Linked DNA regions of Ovis aries: regions 1 and 3 are each linked to region 2. A link is a contact called in public Hi-C data. All regions are on one chromosome and are shown on one strand. Each heading gives the region's core, a stretch centred on a gene start, on an enhancer-like site or on the middle of the called end of the contact. The rest is flanking DNA. Distances are from core to core; before and after follow the strand shown. Region 1 overlaps GSE1 (Gse1 coiled-coil protein). Region 2 overlaps GSE1 (Gse1 coiled-coil protein). Region 3 overlaps GSE1 (Gse1 coiled-coil protein).

The links. A called contact is a pair of places that touch in the nucleus more often than the background predicts.
Region 1: a Hi-C map of mixed tissues shows a contact between it and region 2, with 2.3 times the contacts expected there. The contact joins two enhancer-like sites. A contact is called at or near these places in 2 of 16 Hi-C or Micro-C datasets (liver and mixed tissues).
Region 3: a contact with region 2 is called in a Hi-C map of liver, with 4 times the contacts expected there. The contact joins two enhancer-like sites. A contact is called at or near these places in 4 of 16 Hi-C or Micro-C datasets (hypothalamus, liver, mixed tissues and 1 more).

What each region holds. Positions count from the first base shown.
Region 1 is chr14:11,104,776-11,108,735 of ARS-UI_Ramb_v3.0, reverse strand. The region is part of intron 2 of GSE1 (Gse1 coiled-coil protein); the gene reads right to left. The region is part of intron 1 of LOC121816361 (a long non-coding RNA gene); the gene reads right to left. Among named protein-coding and RNA genes, the nearest start is that of GINS2, 120 kb to the left of the region's middle. Within about 2 kb of position 2,200, at least 17 of the 54 cell types and tissues checked have an H3K27ac peak or open chromatin away from gene starts, as enhancers often do. A contact at or near this core is called in liver, where this site is marked.
Region 2 is chr14:10,972,610-10,976,415 of ARS-UI_Ramb_v3.0, reverse strand. All of the region lies in intron 2 of GSE1 (Gse1 coiled-coil protein), which reads right to left. Among named protein-coding and RNA genes, the nearest start is that of GSE1, 170 kb to the right of the region's middle. Within about 2 kb of position 2,110, at least 27 of the 54 cell types and tissues checked have an H3K27ac peak or open chromatin away from gene starts, as enhancers often do. A contact at or near this core is called in liver, where this site is marked.
Region 3 is chr14:11,144,053-11,148,153 of ARS-UI_Ramb_v3.0, reverse strand. The region is part of intron 2 of GSE1 (Gse1 coiled-coil protein); the gene reads right to left. Among named protein-coding and RNA genes, the nearest start is that of GINS2, 85 kb to the left of the region's middle. Within about 2 kb of position 2,408, at least 15 of the 54 cell types and tissues checked have an H3K27ac peak or open chromatin away from gene starts, as enhancers often do. A contact at or near this core is called in liver, where this site is marked.

The sequences.
Region 1 (3,960 bases), core at 951-3,450, 130 kb before region 2:
GGTCTGGGTGACTGGTTAAGATGGGGCACAGCTGCGAACGCACAGGGCTTCTTCTGGAGTGAAAACTATTCTAGAACTAGATTACGGACGGTTGCCACACTCTGCATTATAATCACTGAAGTGCATGTTGTAAATGAATTATATCTCAATGACTCAAAAAACCAGCTGAAACTCTGAGACAAACAAGCAAGCTGGCAAGGTCCAGGAGGCGACCACCAGGAGGCGCAGAACTCCCCGAGGGGCTCTTGACTCTATATTATGTCAAGTCTGTGCAAAGATCCTCGAGGCGGGAAGGCGGGGGTGGGCGGTAAACACGGGGCTAGAAATCAGTGTGTGTGGGGGGGGTGTCATTACTGCCTCCAGAATCAAAACGTCAGGGGTCAACCTTGGCTCTACCATGTAGAGGTGTGTGACCTTGGGAAAGTGACTCCACCTCTCTGTGTTTCTGTTTCCACCTCTGGACGTGGTGCTGGTGATAACAGGGAGTGTGAAGGATGGGAAGCCCCTTAAACCCTCACCCAGGACTCCAGGCAGCCCCCTGAGCAGAGCCCATGGGGCCTCAGGAGCCCGACACCCACACAGCCAACAATCCCTCTCTGTAGCCTGGGTCTCCCTGACGTTCAGCCTTTGGGATCCCTCTCATGCTGACTGCCCTGATGGAACGGATGTCAGCAAGCCCCCTGGATGCCAAGAGTCCTTTCCCTAGATACCCTCAAGCACCTAGAAGTCAGTGAGATCCCGTGGTGGGGGGGGGGGGGCTCAGAAACCGAAGGAGGAGAGCCAGGTTCTAGAAAAGCCTCTTTCAGGTTAAGGCTCCGGGCGCACACCTCACCTGCTCTGTCCTTCTGGACTCCCCGGGGCGTGGTGAGGACGGACTAAGTGCGTGTGTGCATGAGAGGGAGTTTGGAGACTTTCCTTTTATTTATTTTTCTTCCCTTTGCACTACAAAGGCTCGCAGGATCTTAGTTCCCTGGCCAGGAATTGAACTGGGGCCCCCTGGCAGTGAAAGTGCCGCGTCCTGACCTCTGGGCCACCAGGGGGTTCCTGAGACCTTCTAAAGAGACATGCCCTGCAGGAGATGATGCGAGGGTGCACACAGGCACACGCGTGGACACGCACGTGACAGATCACTAGAGCTGCTGTCCTCCGGGGCCCGCTGGCCCCCACCTGGTGCCACTTGACCATGAAACCACACCTTCCTCCATCGGACTGCCACGTGGAGGTTTCGACCCCACCTCCACCCCAGTCCACTTCCCACTTCACTGATGGGCACCGCGGCCGCCTCTCCTGCGCCCCTGCCTTCGACCCCTCGCCCACCCTCGGCAGCCGCACGGGACGCTGCCAGCCGAGCTCCTCGGTTGCTCTGGCCCCCGCCTCCCCAACCTGGGCTCCTGTCACCCCTGAACTGCCCATCCTGTGTTTGTTGTCAGGGGTAGGTCGACCCCTGTCCGGGGTTCCCTGTGTCGTCCAACACAGCAAAAAGCACCCCCAGCTTCTGAAAGCGCCCCACCCCCCGCCAAAGACTGAAAAGGCTACCCCAGGCCCCCGTAGCATCCCCTACCCCACCCCAGGTCACAAGCCAGCCCCGGCCAATGGAACTTTCCACAAAGATGGAAACACTCTCTTCCTACCCTATCCAATATGGTGGCCACCAGCCCCACATGGCAATCCAGCAGCGGGGCCGGAGTAACTCAGGAACGGGCGTTTTGATTTTGTTTCATTTTGAGCCATTTCATTTAATGCTTTACCTTTCAATGGTTAACATGCGGCTAGGTCTGGTCCCTGGAAACTCCAAGTGTGGCCTACGGACCAGCCACATGGGAGCCACACAGGCCTGGGGAAGGGGGGACGCAGATGACCTCAGAGCCTCGAGGGAGGGAAAGTCCCCATCTGCCTTGTCAGGTACCACCTCGACCCACTTGAATCAGAAGCTGCCCCTTAAGAGCCTGGGTGACTCGAGGGCACGGTACGGTCTGTGTCTCCTCCCTTCACACCTCCCCCATCTTCCGCTTTCAAAATCCCCTAATTCTTCAGAATCTGTTTCCAACACCACCTCCTCCAGGAAGCCCTCTCAGATGGCTCCAGCTGACTGGGAACTCAGTGACCTCCAAGCCCCTGGAGTCATGTGCATCCCTCCATGGGCGTGCTTAGCTCCTCCCCTGTGCAGGTGGCCAGGAGGGCCTCAGAGACATGACCTCTGACTTACTTTCCACCCTCTGCTCTGCCCCTCCTGGGCCTGGCACCCAGCAGGTGCTCGAGCACTACCCTGTCAGCTGCAGCTACAAGAAGCCAAACATCTTGCCAAATCAGGGCAAGGAGAACAGACCAGTGCAAGGAGAACAGAGTTGGTTACAGGCTATTTGCTTTATTATTCCTTCCACTCGGCTTGCCCCACCGGTCTGACCCGCTGGCCGCCTCTCTCCTAGCCTAGCGCCTGGGAGGTGACAGAGCCCTGAGTCAAAGGCATCAAAACCAGAAGACAAGGCCAGGCAGGTGGAGTTATTGGTTTCAGTGAGCCAAATAAAGCCTCACATGCTTTTCATGAACCTCTCTCTCTGCAGGTCAGGAGCAGGGCCACAGCTCTGGCACACAGCAGGTGTCAGCACCCCGAGAGCTCGCCGGGAGCCCACCTCTGGGACCCCAGAGGCCCCTGCATGTCGCGGGCAGAGGCGGGTCAAGGGCAGGGGCTTCCCTCCCACAGCACATTCCCTCTCGCCGCCACACCTGGTAGCCTCCCGTGGATCCCGGGCTCTGAAGATCTTTCCTAACGCCAAGGCTTCGAAGGCCAATGCTGACCAAGGGCGCAGGCCCCCAGAAGCTCCCCTGGGAGCCTGGGGCTCACACAGGCCACACTTCATCGCATTAGGCAGCTCAGCCTGCCCCCCAACAGCTGTTTCTCCGAAAAGCTCAGTGGAAAAGCTCAGTGCGAGGAGCCACAGTTCAGCCTGGGAGCCTAGGGCTGCGGGTCATATCTTGGCTCTAACCCCGGAAGCTGCCAGAAACATCGCTTTTGTGCGTCCTCCTCTGCCGGGCAGGGGATCGAAACCCCTGCCTCCACCCCCGCGGCTCAGGCAGGAAGTGGCCTCAGCCCCACGCGGAGAGACGGTCTCCAGGGGCTGCAATATAAACACGCCTGTCCAGGCTGAGGGCAGGTGCAAAGCCCCGGAGAGACCCACCCAAACCCACACAAGCCTGACGTGGCTCCAAGGCCTCCCCACGGCACGCTAGGGCTACAGTGTCATCTGAAGTCACGAGTTCCCAAGAAGCAGGGGAAACACGGGTTAACAGGAGGCTGCCATCACCAGCTGAGGCCTGCCCTGGACCTCCAGGCCCAGTTGGAAACAAGACAGTGACAGCAATCACACTAAAGACAATACTGATAACAGGGGGCCATCCGTGGAGGGCCGACCAGGTGCTGCACACCACGCTAGGCATTTTAAATGCACAGACCCTTTACTTCCCACAGCAAGCTCGGGAAATGTCACCCTCATTTTACACTCAATTAAACCGAGGCACGGGGCTTCCCGAGTGGTGCTGGTGGTAAAGAACCGGCCTTTCCGTGCAGGAGACACAGGTTTGATCTCTAGGTCGGGAAGATCCCCTGGAGAAGGGCATGGCAACCCATGCCAGTGTTCTTGCCTGGAGCATCCCATGGACAGAGGAGCCTGGTGGGCTACAGTCCATGGGGTAGCACGGAGTCGGACACGACTGAAGCAACTTAGTTCGCGCACAAACGGAGGCACAGAGCATCCAGGTAGCCTGCCCAAGGTCTCACCGGGAATAAACGGGAGAAGAAGGATTCAAATTCCGGCCACTTGGCTTCTGAGCCCATGAGTTCAATTCTCATACATAATGGAGGCTGCTCCTGCCGTTAAACCTGGGAGCGGAGGAAGGAGTAACCGGTCCTAATGGGTGAGCTCAGAGAGGCTTCCAGACTTCTGACCCCGGCCTGCCAGGGAG
Region 2 (3,806 bases), core at 861-3,360:
ACGGGCTGTGAGGTTTGGTTCCCCTGTGAGCTCTGACATCTGAACTGCAGGCCCCTCACTTCTAGCCCATGGTGCCATTTTACAGCTGGAGGCACTGAGGCGCCAGGTCACACAGCGATTTGCCTGAGATCTGGAATTTGTTTAGTGCCAGTGGCCTGGCAGCAGTCACACAGGTCATCCCTATTCCTGCCATGGCCACAGGGGGCAGACAGGTCCCCACGCTGCAGAAACGCCAAGGGCAATAGCCGCTTCCCTGAAGACAGACAGCGATGCATCTGGGATGGGGTGCAGGCCAGCTACCTCCAAGACCCTCCTCCTCACCGGGGTGGGACTGAGCTCTTGGGTCGGCCTGGGTCCCTCCATGTGTTACAGAATGGTATTCCTAACACCCCACCCTGCTTTCCCAGCAGGCACCCCAGCTCTTCTCACGCCTTAACTCGTTCAATCCCCAAGCCCGTCCGTGGACATTATTATCAGGCCCACTTCGCAGATGTGAACACCGAGGTAGAGAACGAGATCAGCACTTATTGGGGTCTGAACCCCACAGACTCCAGAAGGCAGAGCGAGGTACCTCTACAAGGGGCTTCTCCCCTGGGGGCACACAGGGTCACCGGAAGTCTTAAAAACACATGGATCCCTGGACCCTCCCACCCTGAGATTCGGAATGAGTGGGTCTGCAGGGTGGAACGTGGGCTGCAGGGGTTTGGAACAGTGATGAGAAAGGGTGGCCCCAGCTTCCTGGGGCTCCTCTGCTCCTGGAAGCCACACGCCTCCTTCTGAGAGCTGCCGGCAGAGGGTCTCAGGGGAGATGCCCGAATTAAAATCAGACCTCAGGAGGGGAGCCCCTTCCCACGTCATTTCAGGCCTGAAGCCTGAGGCCAGCAGGTCCCCAGAGAAGCAGCAGCGAAGAGAACTGAGGTGGAGGCTGCTGGGTGTCCTTGGGCGGCCAGATGGCAGCTCGGCCAGCAGGCGGGGCCACCCGCGCTGCCTGGAGCTCTGGGGAGGCTGGGCTGAGTCAGAAACCCAGGCTTCCTGCCCGGAAGGTGACTTTGGAAGCTTGAGAATTTGGCCGTGATGGCTCCAGAACCAGTCTGTTCCCAAGCCTCAGTCATGGGAGACCACACGCTCCAGGTGGGGACAGTGCAAGAGGACCCCAGTGCCAGGCACCTGCCTGGGGGGTGAGGGCAGCACTGCGCCCACAGCAAAGGGTGGACACAGGCGAGAGAGAGAGAGAGTGTGTGTGTGCAGAGGGCCACGTGTCTAGGGCCGGTGAGCTTTGCTGTATGGCTCTGGGTCCAGCACTTTGCCTCTCTGAGCCCGAAAAGGGCGGGGCAGGGGGCGGGGTGGGCGCGGAACCTGCCCTTTGCCAAGGGCCTGAGCAAAGGTATTTGGACCCCAGACCCGGGCGGGGGAAACCAAGCTTCACCTCTTCCCTTGCTCCCTGCTGGACTTCACGGAGGACCACGAGTTGGAGGGGTGGTGTCAGCTTCTCCCCTCTCCAGTCCACTCCATATCTCCCCCGCACCCTCCCTCTCCCAGCCTCACCGGCAGGACGGAGCCACCCTCTTTGCCCCTTCCCCTGCTCCCCACCCACCCCCACTCTGCCCCTCTCGGGGTCTCTCTCGTCCCATGGCCCCAAGTCTCGTGGGGTCTCAGGCTCCCTGGAGGGGGCAGCCCGTCTCCCACACAGACAGGAAGCAGGGCCTGCTCGCAGAGCCCTGCCGCCCCCAGCACTAAGGCCTTCCAGATGTGACCTCCTGTGACGCACCCTGGGTCCCAGTCCCACCAGGCCTGTGACCTCCAAGGGGCCCGGCCCACTCGGGCAGCCCCCGGATGTTCATTCCCAGCTCTCGAGAGGACTCGGACACGCCCTAGATGCCCTGAAGGGTGCACAGCCGAGCCCCCCATACCCCCACGTCGAGGAGAGGAGGGACCCGCCGGGCCCTGAGCCAACGGATTTCCTCTGCCGGCGCCTGGCCGTGGGCAGCCCGCCTCTGGCAGCAGCCTGGCGTCGGAAGGCGTTGGCAGACCGTGGCCAGCTCTGCCAGGCGCCCCGGGGTGGCGGCTCCTCCCACGGGGAACTGGGAGAGGGTGCTGGGTGGCGGAGGGGAGCTTTTGCATCACAGGGGCAGATAACCGGCTCTGTTCTGGAGTTCAAGCCGGGGCCTGTCTGCGTTAGGGCCCGTGGCCGGATATTTCCTGTCTCTTGAGACAACATACACCGCCCACTCTCAAGTCCTCCCCTTCCCTCCCCTCCCCACAACCCAGGGCCTGAGCTGGCCCAGAAGAAGCTGCACTCTGTCACTCTTATCTACGCCCCCACCCCCGGCCCGCAGGCGCTTGGGGGTGGCTGGGGAACAGGAGGATGGAGGTTCACACCCCACCTTCCTCCCGCGGGGTCTGAGTGGGTTTTCCGATGAGGACCATGAGCTGTTGAGTAGTGAGGCAGACTGAGGCTGGGAGCGGCCACCTCAGGCTGAGAGGATGTGCTCAATGGCCATACCGGCACCTGAGCCAACATTCTAGAGCCGGGGCGAAAAAGGAGACAGACCCCCGGAGCCCCCGGGGGGAGCTCAGTGCCATACCGGCACCTGAGCCAACATTCTAGAGCCGGGGCGAAAAAGGAGACAGACCCCCGGAGCCCCCGGGGGGAGCTCAGTGCCATACCGGCACCTGAGCGAACATTCTAGAGCCGGGGCGAAAAAGGAGACAGACCCCCGGAGCCCCTGGGGGGAGCTCAGTGGACAAAAGGAAGCCTGGGGACAGCCCACCAGCACCCCCCAGGCCCCAGGCCAGGGGCCCCGGTCCGGTCTGGGGCGGCCCTGAGTCCTGTAAAACTCCCCAAGTGCCTCTTCTGCAGGGCCTGGACGTTTGTGGTTTTCCCCTCCCTCCTGCTCGCAGTCAGGCTGGCGAGGGGCTGAGGCTGAATGGGGGTGGGGTGGGGGGAGGGCGGCGGGGGCCAGGCGGAGGCAGGCTGGATGATTTAGGAGCTGCTCTGGGCAGGCCCCTGGAGAGTGTGGGCAGGGAGGGCGGAGGTGACAGATGGAAGGCGCATTTATTAAGGGTGAGTCAAAACATGTGAAGGGTTTTCTTGGGAGCCCTGGTGGGAAGGGATGCTGGGAGCTGCTGTGGTGAGGGCTGGGCAGCATGCCCGGCCCAAAGCTGGAGCCACAAGAGCTCGGCACTGGCCCCTGGGAGGTGTCTCTGGCTGGTGGATGTGCCAACCCATGTCCAGCCAGGCCAGACCTGCAGGCTCCGAGATGCCCCTCTGCATCTTCCTGCTCCACCCTTGGGCTGACCAGGCCCCAGTGCTGCCTCAGTTTGCACACCTGTAAAGTGGGAGACTCATGCTGCCCCTCACGCAGGGAGAGCCTGGTGCACAGTAGGGACATGACGATCTTAGTTTCTTCCCTTGCTTCCTCTGTAAGACACTCTGCAGTCCACACTGCCCTGAAGCCCTGGCTGCCACAGGCTTTAGCGTTTTCTGGGCCTGCTCCACTTCCTTCTTGGACCAGGGGTTCAGGGCAAGGTCCACACTCTTCGCCTGGCACAAGCCCTGCCCTTCGCAGGCCCTGCCCCGCTTTGCCCCACACCCTCCCTTCCTGCTCACCTCCCACCTAGCCGGGGCCTGACATAAGCCTCCCTTTTTCAAAGTGCCCAAGCCCCCACCCTTCCTACAAGGTCATGCTCCCCAACTGAGAATGGCCAGCTGCTTCCTTCCACTGGTCTAATTCTCATATACGTCCTCCTAAGACTTTAACGCCACCTCTTCCAGGGAGTCTTCCAGGCATGCTTCCAGTCGGGCC
Region 3 (4,101 bases), core at 1,159-3,658, 170 kb before region 2:
GGCCTGCGCCGTCCGGGGCAGCCTGCTGCCCCGGCCCCGCAGATGGGGGCGGGCCTCCCAGCCTCCCTTCCCAGGGCCGGGGCTGACCTCGGTCACCCGCTCACCAGCTCCAGATTTCCACCACCCCCGAGGCTCGCAGAAAAGGAGAATCAAGAGTGCCAGAGGCCTGGCTGGCTCCCGCGGCCCTCTTCCCTCCTCTCTGCATGCAGTGAGACAAAGTGAAAGAGGCCAGCCGGGCACCCCCTTTCACAGCGGGGGGCAGGACTCTACCGATAAGGGCCCGCTGGAAGTATCCCTGTAGCTGTTATCACAGAGCCAGGCCTGCCGAGCCGGGGGCGGGCGGGGCAGCGGCTCCCCGCCCTGCCGGATGACACACGGCAGCCCAGCGGAGCCAGAGCCCCAGCCCCTCACCTGTGGCGTGGCCCGGCTGAGTCAGGCGGCAGGTTCTGCCATACCCGCGGGTGGAGGCGCCCATAAACACCGACTGAGCAACGCTGACGTGCCCCGAACAGAAGTAACACCCAGGGAGGCTCAGAGGCAGGCAGCCAGTTCACCTGGGGTTCCCCCCCACCCAACTTTCCACTAGGGGGGAAGGGGGCACAATCCCGGGGGCTTGAAGGCTCAGCCGGCCTACCCTCCGGGGGACATTTCAAGCGCCCCACCGGAGATCTTCTGCCCTCCCATCCCATTCCGTCCCACCCCCACCCCCCAGCCTGGAAATCGGCTTAGGCAAGGAGGCTCCCACCCAGGATCCGCGGGGCCCTTTGTTCCAGCCTTTCACAAAAGCAGCCCTTTTTTGTTTCATCTGGTGGTCCCGCTTTTTGTTTCCAAACCACAGCCTGTGTGGGCCCCAGATAAGGCACTGCAGGGGTTAACAAGGATTTAATGTATTTTAGACGCGCTTCCCAGACAAAGGCTAGTTTACAAAACAAGAGCCAAATCGACTCAACTCGGCCAGTATCCACCAACCAGCCGGCGGGCAGGTGCTTCCCCCGCCGCACACACAGCCCTCCAAACTTCAGAGTCAGCGCTCCGGCAGGGGACCCCGGTTCATCACGTGGGGGGTGTCGCGGCAACACTTCACCCAATCCGGACGACCCCTTCCCCCCACGACCCCGCACCTCCATCTCCTCTGCGCACTTCTCAGGGGTCCCATTAATCCTCCACCCCAAACTCGGGAGGGGGAGTGGGAAGGGGGGAGGCGGGAGGACGAGCCCGACTCCGCTCCGCCTCCACGGAGGGAATTTAATTAGCCTGCTGGAGAGGCGGGCGGGCGGCCGACGAGGTGTCTCTGCTGCTGCAATATAATTGAATCGGCTCCACTCGGTCGGGCCACTCGCCGCCCATCAGCGCGGCCGCCGGGCTGGGGGCGGGGAGGCGCATCCAGGCGGAGCAGGAAGGGCCGAGGAGGGGGGGCAAGGGCAGCGCGGGTGGGGGGCGGCGGATGCAATCACCTCCCACCTCGGAGGCCGGGGCAGCCATCTTCAGCGGGGGGAGGGGCAGGGGACCCGCTCCTACGGGGCGGGGGGGAGCAGAGAGGCGGGGGAGAAGCCGTGGAGCCCGGGGCGCGCCCTTGGGAAGCAAGGCGTGGGGGTCGGAGACCTGAAGGCTGCAGTCCCGCCCTCCCGGCGGTCTCCCTAGCTCGGAGGGAAGGGGGAGGGGAGCGAGACAAAAAACCCAACCTCGCGGCCCCAGCGGGCGATCCCCCCGCCCACCGCAGCCGCCGCCAGCACCTGCCGCGGGGGCGCAGCGCCGCCCCCCTCGCTCCCTCCCCCGCCGCCGCAAAGTTTTCACTCCGGCTCCGGAGCGTAGACAGCTCACCGAGAGCCCCCCAGCTCCCTTGCTCCCCACCCGCCGCACGCTCGTAAAGCACCCCTCGCCTAACACAGCCACCGAGCCCGAGCCCCGGGGCGGCCCGAGCCCCCGCCTGGAGGCCGGACGGCCAGGCTGCGACCCGCCGCGGGGCGCGGGGCCTTGGGTCCCTACTCCGCCCGCCCGGCTCTTATCGCCGTACACACTCCGGGGGAAGTTGCCCCGGAGCCGTTGGCGGCCGCCCCCGCGAAACCCACGAACTTGGAGGAGAGGGGGGCGCGAGCGGAGACCGCCCCCCGCCCGGCTAGAAGCGCTCACCTTTCATGCCAGGGCCCCGCCGCTCCGCCTCGGCTGACACATGCTGGAGCCACCGTCGCCCAGTGTTTGTCTAAACTGCTTATCTCACCCGGGGCTGCTCGGCGGCGGCGGCGGCGGCGGCGGCGGCGGCGGCTCTGGCCCGCTGGGGAGGTGGAGCTTCCGGGGCCCCGGCCAAGAAACACCTGCTGCTGTCGCCGCCGCCGAGGACACACCCAAACGCAACGCCGCCCACTCTCGGGCCACTGGCTCGCTCCCGGCTCCCTGACCTCAGCCAGCGGGAGGTGTCGGGTTTCAGCCGCAAACACACGCGCTCGCGCGCGCGCGCACCGACCGGCGCCCGGGTACACCCGCGCGGGCACACGCCCCTCCCCAGACAGGCCGGCCAGGTGAGCCGAGGACACCAGCAGGTAGGGGAAGTGCCACCCTCAGGCTCCCGGGGACCCCGGGCTTCACTGCTCAGGGGTCCCACGTACACTGGGGTCTGAGACCAGCCACTGGATTCCAAAAGCAGGGAGCGGTCACTTTCAACACGCCCACCAGGCAAGCAGCGCCCCTGCGCCTCTCCCTACCGCTTTCCGGGTGCCGAGAGCAGCGTGTGCCACAAACCAGCAGACCCCCCGAGGAGTGAGCGGACAAACTCACGTGTGCTGGAGGCCTCCTGGAGTAAAACTTTTCCAGAGCCGGTGTCTGCTGGGGGGGAGGAGTGGAGCGGGAGGGGGCATGCAAAGTAGGCTGTGTGCCTCTCTCCTCCCTAGCCCCTCTTAACTCCCAATTTGAAAGAGCTGAATGTTAAGGACTCGGGCCTACGCACCTTCCCCCCAAATTCCAGGAGCTCCGCCTTCTCGTTCTAAGTAACTTTGGGGAAGGCCACAGTGCGGGGGGCAGCGGAGTAGTTCTTTTAAAGAACTCACGTCGCAGCGGCTGGAGAGTCCACGGAGGCGCCGCTCCGCCAGGGGGGTCATTAAGTAGCTGGGGTTGCGGTCAGAGGCGAGGCCGCCCGCCTCCAGAAACTGGCACGACCCACTGGGCCTCCGGCCCCAGAACAGCGCCTCCCCATTCCTGGCACCCCACCACCACCGCCACCACCACCTCACCCAGGCACTTGACAGACTGGAATGACTCAGGGAGCGTCCTGAAATTCCTGGGCACCCACAGGCGGCACGGCCAGAGCGGAGGGCCCCGGCCTCCCCACCCCCACCGGCGGCGGGCGCAGAGGACCAGCCTGGCGCCCCCCACCAGCCCTCCCCAGCCCCGCGTCTCCGGGAAGCGCCGGGTCAATGGCGGCCCGCCTCGCCCGACGCCCCTTGGCCCTGGCGCGCCCCGCGCTCTGACCCCGCGCGTCCCAAGCTCCCAGGGTTGCTCGGATGCACCGGGGTCTCTGCCTGTACATCCTCTTTTTGAAAATCCTCTCCATCTACAGCCTCCCTACTTTGCAGCCCCGGAGGCAAACCAGTACCCACCCCTCAGCACCCCGCCGTAGCGCCGCGCTGCGGGTTTCAACTTTCGGCCGCCGGTGCCAGCCCGCGCTTCTGCCAGCCCCAAACCTGCCCCGGGACATGCCCGCGCCGCGCTTGGCAGGCGCGCACGCAGCCGTCCCCGCGGCCCAGCCTCCCCCGCCTCCCTTCCTCCCTCTCCCGCCCTCCCTTCCCTCCCCGCGCCAGTCCGGATTGCGGCGGGAGGGAGCGCTGGGCGCCTGCCACCCCCCATCCATCTGTTCCCGATGACGCTGGCGGGCCTGGAGCAGTCGGAGCCCGCGCCAGCGGGGAGCAGGACTCGCCTGGGTGCCCGCCCGCCCGAGGGGCGAAGGGCAGGGCGCGGACAGTCGCCCCCGAGCCACCCACTCCCCTGCTCCGCCTTCCGCAGAGCGCACGCGGGTCGGCCCCTCGCCTTGCACAAGGCTCCTGGCCGACCACAAACGAAAAGGGAAACGGACCTGCGAGGCCGAGCCGGGGGCCGTTACTGGCTCCTACC